Regions from separate parts of the Mus musculus genome. Here region 1 is linked to region 2. A link is a contact called in public HiChIP or PLAC-seq data. All regions are on one chromosome and are shown on one strand. The core of a region is the stretch at or near the end of the contact, and the rest is flanking DNA. Distances in the headings are between cores, read along the strand shown.

Region 1 (3,549 bases), core at 206-2,705, 180 kb before region 2:
CAAAAAGGAAGAAAAAAAAAAAAAAGAATGAACATTCACAGTCATGAAGGCTGAGATCATGGCCCGTTCATTGCATTTCTTTGTTTAGCTGGTGGGGATTTGGAAGAAGGAAGTTGCGCTGGTGACTACATTACAAAACCAGTCTCTCTCTAGTCCTGCCTGTACTTTGGGGCAAGCAAATGTGATCTCCATGTGTAAGCACATCTCTTGCTGTGTCTTGAGGAACTAGCAGGAATTTCAAGTTTGCTTTAAGGAAGAGAGGAGGTTCTACTTACGGGATGCTAACTCAGAGTAAAAGCGGCTAATGTTTACCGAGCAGTTACCTGGTCCAAGCATGGTCTTAAGCACCTGCCATGCAGTGTTTGCAGGGCCCTCGAAGCAGATTCTGTTAGTTCCTTACGAATGGATGAAGAAACTGGGGCATGGAGAGGTTATGCAACCGGCCCAAGGCCACACAGCTAGAGGATGGTTTTAGCCAGGGCACCGAGCCATGTTTCTATCCTTTACCTCGTAGCATCTGTGCACTGGCCCAGCTTATCCTTCAGCTTCTGGAGGCAGATACCCACTTACGGATTGTGGTTATGGGTCTCTGTTCTTAACACCCTTTTAAAAGTGTCCCATTTGGTTGTCTGGGTCCTATACAAATAGTCCTGGTGTGCAGCAAACAAGAGAAGAAGAAAGAGGACTTTAGTTGTTATCTAATGTCCTGAAGTGAGTGGAGGGTCTAGAAGGAGTGACGTGGCAGTGCCAGTCAGAGGGAAGACACACAGCAGAGGCTGGCATGAGCTGGATGCCGTATCACAGCACACAGAGCACCTCACAGAATCTGGCTTGCAAGTTAGATGGTTAATGAGTGCTGACTCTCAGGATTCTTGTGTTTGTTTCTTGGTTTGCCACTAGTTGGCTGGCTGACCTTGGAAGGGTCATCTCCACAGTGGAGGCCAGCCTCTGCTTTGGCAGTTACAGTCCGTTTGTTCAGTGGTTCCTGGCTTTCGTTTCTCCTGTATTCCCACCCGGCCCATTTGCAATGGGAACAACATTTTCAATGGAAGACGCAGTGCATTCCCAGAGAGGTTTCTGTTAGAAGGACAGTCACCCTGGTTTTTAACGATTGTGGTGCCCTTTGAGTTTCTGCAGTGCTGAGTGGGGCTTGATGAGAATGTGAGCGCTTCCCTCTCATGCCCGGCTAGAAGTATTGCCTTGCCAGGGGCACCACAAGGCTCTTGGCCTGCCGCTGGACTCTTGCAGGGCCTGGACAGTGGGCTCATTTTCTCATGTGTTAGAATGTCCTTACCTCTCTGACCCTGGATGATGAAGGAATGTGTTACTATCGTGATTTGACAGTTGGGCTTCCTTGAGGTCAAGCTCAGCGTGCTGCGTACCCAGAGGAGGGTGGTGGTTTCTGACCTTGGCCCATCTTTAGTTTTTGAAGGAATGTGGAAGTTGGCCCAGCAGCCACCCACATCCTCCAGGGCCTGTGTGTGTTCAGTGTCTGCTTCATCCAGGAATCAGCTCCCAGGATACAGGCCTCACTCAGCCAAGATAAAGCTTCTTAGTCCTGCTTTCCCAAATCTGATGTAGCAGCGGAGGATCATCTGGCTGCATACTGAATGGGGCTGTCACGAGGGCCTGGGTAGCTCTGAGCCTGGCACTGCGGTTACAAGGGGCCCCGGGGCCGTAAGGCTCCTTCTTCTCTGTGCAGTTTCCTTTAACCAGTCCCAGGGTCTACCCAGGAGCTAAAGAGGGTGGTGCCTCCATTGGGTCCCCATCTGTGCTTGTCTGAGCCACTTTTGATCAGCAAATGGGAACAGGATGCCAAGGGATCAGAGATCATGGTCATGTGGTTTTTGGACAGCATCATTAAGCTTCTGCTCTCCCATTTTAAGATACTTTTATTTATTCATTTATTTGTGTGTGTGTGTGTGTGCATGTGTGGTATATGTGTGCATGAATATGTGGATGTGTGTGGTGTGATGTGTGCATGTGGATCTGTGCGTGGTGTGATGTGTGCATGCATGTGTGTGCATTTGTGTATGTGCATGTGTGAGCATGTGTGTGTGAGATCTCAGGTAGACATACTTTCACGAAGATGTGTTTTTATTTGTAGTTGACGGGAGCTGGGCAGGGCAGGAGTTGAAGTGCTCAGGGATGTGGGTACATTCCTGCTGTGGTGGGCTGGGAGCCACCTTGTGATATCACCTGTCAGGATGTAGTCGGTTGTAAACTGCTTCTCACGTGGCCTTGTTCTTTTGCAGATAACACCGTGTATTCTTACCTAGAGGAATGGGCTAGCTGCCTCTCTCTCACCTAGGATAGGATGCTCATGTGAGAGACATAGGCCAGGGGAGGGCACATTTAAGGAACTAAGCAGACTTACAGTGTGGCAGCCGAAGGTTGTTAGGCTCCCTGCTTTTGTCCCTTGCCAACTTGTTTGCGAACAGAGAGAGATCCATTCCTCATTAGGCTCCTGTTGCCGGCTGATGTTTCTTTTCACGTGTCTGAGGAGTCTGCGGACTGGCCCTGGTGTTCTCCACAACTTTGGATTCATGGGCACTTGGGGCTTTTGGAATTGACGGGCTGGTCCCAGAGTGAGGCTGTCCCACTGTTTGCTTTGTCCTGGTTTGTCTCTGGAGGATTGTCTGTTACGCGCTTTGTAATGGGATGCTCCTGTAATAGGATGTCTGGAGGAGGATGGAGGAAGGATTTACACATTTTAAGCAAATGTGTAAGCAGGGCTGAGATTGGGTTTTCAGAATGAGGCTCTGAAGGCTGAACTGGCTCTGGGATTGGCCACCCAGTGATTTTTTTCTTCTCTTTAAGTCATTGTCTCAGCCTCACAAGGAACTAAATGCTTCCAATTTCACCTTCCATAATCACAATCACCCTGCGAAGCCACCTCAACTTTGCCCCCTCTTCCCCTCTAAAGGATGGATCGGATCCCTAGACTAAATGAACTGCTGCCGCTGCTAATGAGGAAGAAGATGAAGACCCAAGCCCTGGGTGTTTATAAACGGAACACATTGCAGGGGTTGTTCTGGAGTGGTTGTGGTGGTTGTCAGTTTGGCCAACAAGCAACATCTGCACTTACTTTCCACCCCCAGCAACAATGGTTGATTTGCTTCTGTTTAGTCCTCTGAGTAACGTTTCCTTTCCTGACTTTATAGGTTGCTATAAAATCCATCCGTAAGGACAAAATTAAGGACGAGCTAGACATGGTTCACATCAGACGAGAGATTGAGATCATGTCATCCCTCAACCATCCTCATATCATCAGTATTTATGAAGGTCAGTGACTCTCTTTCTCCTACTTCTGTATTAGTTACCGCTTCACATTCCGCAGGGGCCTTGCCAAGACTTTGAGGTAATTGCCCTTCTGGGCAGGAGCCAAATATTTTGCTTCATGATATAAAAATAGCCAAGCGTTATCTCCTATCTGGTTACGTTGAATGCAACCAGATACACATAGGGCAGCTCATCTGAGTCATAAAACATCTCTGGCCACCACCATCTTCCCTCTTGGCTTTGGCTGTTGCTAAGTAACCTGTCTTA
Region 2 (3,336 bases), core at 34-2,533:
CTCCCTCTCTCTCTCTCTCTCTGTTGTGCTGTAAGTAAAGGCTACTATGTATAACCTTTATTTAAATTCAATATATCAGACTTACATTTAGAAAGCTTAAATTCCATCTTATTTTGAGGTTGTTATTTAAATATGTTGCATTTTCTTCATGAATTAAAAAATGTTTAGAAAGGAAAGATTAATTTCAAATGAAGCAAATGTAATTGCTACTATTATTGAGCAAAGTTTGGCACATATATACATGATTTTTGTTTATTTTCTGTGTGTGGCCCTGGCTGCCCTAGAACTCACTCTGTATTCCAGGCTGGCCTTGAACTCATAGATCTGCCTGTCTCTGCCTCCTGATTGCTGATATTAAAGGTGTGTGCCACCACTGCCAGATTAATTTTTTTCTTTTAAGTAAAGAAAAAAATCCCTATTCTTACACAAGCTATACATCACACAAACTAATATTTTATAATATAATTTTAAGATTTTTAAGCCCTAGTTGAACAAATTTTTAAAAATAGAAAGTTTAAAAGGAGCAGATAAGGAATGAAAATTTCCTTTTAATCATAGTCCAGGTTTAAAGTTTATATTCTTAATGGCAAGAAAGGAACCACGGGAAAGATTTAATTGGTAGTCAAAATAAAGTAAAATAAGATAAAAACTAAGAACAGAATCATTGAAAATATTCTTTGACATGGCAAATTGTTACTGGGCTAAGAAATGTGTATTCTACTGGTAATGCGGACACATCAGGAGCTGTGCTATGATAAGCAGGATCCTGAGATCTGGAGGTCTTTTCAAGGACTGGAAAGTCTAAAGACTCCTTGGCTAATTCACCAAACCCTTGGGGTCTGCACCAGGGTGTTGGAGACAGGCAAAGGGCTAGGCTCACTTCCTGCCTCAGTTTCCTCATCCACTAACAGTGTCTGCTGCTGAGTTCCTGAAACTCTTTAGGGTTGTCAATCACAGATTAACTTCTCTTTCATTGGGTGTTTCCTCTGCCGTGGATTGGCCCCACATTATTTGGTCTGGTAGGCAGCTCCCGCGGTTCATTGGCCTCTCATTTGCTTAGAGTCAAAGCTCCCTCTTCGCACCTTCTTATTCTAGCCTCTCATGCTTGGACCGCTTCCAGCTCTCTAAATCCATAACAGCTACTCATCAGCACCCCTCCCCAAGTCAGCCAATGCCATGTTATTTATGGCATAGTTTATCTTATTTGAGAATGGTCCAGGTCCTTTCTGTCCTTGAGCCCTTATTTGTCACTTGTCCTTATGACAAGTCCCGGTGTATTAATAGTCTGTGACTCATTCAAGGCGCCATTCAACAGTACAACCACCGGAGCCACTCGAGTAGGAAGACGGGAACGCGATGATTTCACTGGTGGGTGCCCTCAGATAAGCTTAGCTACCCGTAGGTGGTAGCACTGATGGGGGCTTTATTACCTGCTAGTCCCTTCATATAGGTTACTTCTTTATGCTTCCCATACCTGTGCCAAGTGCGTATTTTCTATTTTGCAAATGAAGACATGGAAGCTCGGAAATGTCAGCTGACTTGCTGCTGCAGTTCTCAGTGGGCACATCCACCAACCAGAAGCAGTGTGTTCCACACCCAAAGGCACGGTTTCTCTCCCCTACTGCCTGGTGCAGTGAATGTAGAATTTCCCCAGTGGTTGCAAGGAGACTTTTGTGCCCACCTGGACGTTATATTTCTACTCGGAATTTCAGAACATTCAAACGTGCTTGGTAGCTTGTTCCCCAGTGTTCTCAGTTGAAGCATCTCTTTATGGGCACAGCACATGGGCTTATGGACAGGTGGGCTATGGTTGTGAGCATCTTTGCCAGGCTTGTCCCTATTACCCCAGGACACAAGAGCTGCCAGTGTTTGTAGCATGCATGAGCCTAATTAGCAGTTTTAAGCGATCAGAACATCAAGTGCCTTCCTCTTTCTGCTCTGGAGACTTTCAAACACGCCTGCAGCATTGTTCTCTGTAATCCACAACATCCCCTGCCCTCCAAGGTAGACTCCAGCATGGGTTTCCTTGTACATCACGTTGCCCATTCCATACGGTATGTGGGCTGTGCTAGAGATGTTTGTGTCCCTCAGAGGCACCTGCTATAGGACTCTGGAGTGTTTGTCTCAAGTAATGTATTCTGTTGCAAAAGGCAAAAGAACCAATATTAATTAGGTGCAATTCCCAAGCCAAAAATGATACTAGCTGTTTTGCATGCATTATGTCATCTAATCCTCACAGGAATCTAAGAGAGAGGGACTTTAAAAGCCATTTATCAATACATGTACAAATAACATCGAAAGCAGAGGATGTTCCCAAGTGTGCTCTGTGGAGATGAGGCTGCCAAATGCAAATTAGGAAGAGACAGTTTCTGGAACACATAGTTCAGGGAAATCACAAGCTTTGAAGCAAGTAATTGCAAACACCACGGATGCTTGTGATATTCACAGATCAATCAGTATTCCTGCTGCGGTGAGCATTGGCTTTGTGACCACAGCTGCTGGGGTTCTCCATGAATCCCTTTACTATCTGACTTAGTGATTCCCCACAGCATCTTTAGAAGATATACAATCATGAAACACTTCTCTTGCAGGAACAGGGGTCTAGGGAATTAATGAACTTGTCCAAGTTTCCGTTATCACAGATTTAAGAACCAATTTTGTGTAGGCGTTGAGGCAAGACGGTGCAGTGGTTATGAGCAAGAAGGGACCAGGCTTTGGGGCTTCAAACTCTGTCTTCTAGTTGTTTCTTCTAAGAGCAATGACTCAGCTCTCTGAATCTTAGCTGTCTCTGTACAATGTAAAGATTATGATCTCATTCATGGTTGTTTCTTACGTTACATATAGGGAAACTGGAACCAAGGCTATAATCTAGGGTCCAGGGCCAAGTGGCAAGGTTGGGGCTTGGCAAAGTTGACAGATGCATCTCGGTCATTGGTGCCTGGTTACATTTCAAGTAACAGTGCTGTCAAGTTCATTCAGTGCCCAAGACCCAGTTTAATCCCTGCCGGAGCTCATCTTGATTGACCTTGCCATTGGAGCATTACTGGCTTGAGGTCTTTGAGGGCTAACATCCTTCCCCAGAGACTGGGTTGCTTCTCTCAGGGATGGATTCATTTTTGGAGAGAAGGCTGTTGTAAAGCACCCACCCATCCTCTTCTACCCCCTTCTCTTTTCTACATATCTTGCTTGCCATGCTCACACACACTCCTGCCATACGAAGTGCCTCCTAACCGTTACCACAATACTTTCCAGAGCAACGTGTTTAGATACATGTGTGTGTATAGATGGCCAAGGAAAAGAGTTAAGGTGGGCAGAGAGCTTGAGATCTACTGTGTG

What was found. HiChIP or PLAC-seq counts read pairs in DNA pulled down with a chosen protein or histone mark.
Region 1: an H3K27ac HiChIP or PLAC-seq map of heart atrium shows a contact between it and region 2, with 4 times the contacts expected there. The contact joins two enhancer-like sites. A contact is called at or near these places in 2 of 484 Hi-C or Micro-C datasets (cerebral cortex and pancreatic cancer cells) and 6 of 115 datasets of contacts at active chromatin or transcription factors (SST interneurons, embryonic stem cells, heart atrium and 2 more).

Annotation. Positions count from the first base shown.
Region 1 is chr10:84,409,352-84,412,900 of GRCm38.p6, reverse strand. Nuak1 (NUAK family, SNF1-like kinase, 1) reads left to right here. Exons shown (of 7, transcript NM_001004363.2): 2 at 3,165-3,285. Among named protein-coding and RNA genes, the nearest start is that of Nuak1, 30 kb to the left of the region's middle. Within about 2 kb of position 1,455, at least 66 of the 459 cell types and tissues checked have an H3K27ac peak or open chromatin away from gene starts, as enhancers often do. A contact at or near this core is called in cerebral cortex and heart atrium, where this site is marked.
Region 2 is chr10:84,228,453-84,231,788 of GRCm38.p6, reverse strand. No RefSeq gene overlaps it. Among named protein-coding and RNA genes, the nearest start is that of Gm46201, 110 kb to the left of the region's middle. Within about 2 kb of position 1,283, at least 25 of the 459 cell types and tissues checked have an H3K27ac peak or open chromatin away from gene starts, as enhancers often do. A contact at or near this core is called in cerebral cortex and heart atrium, where this site is marked.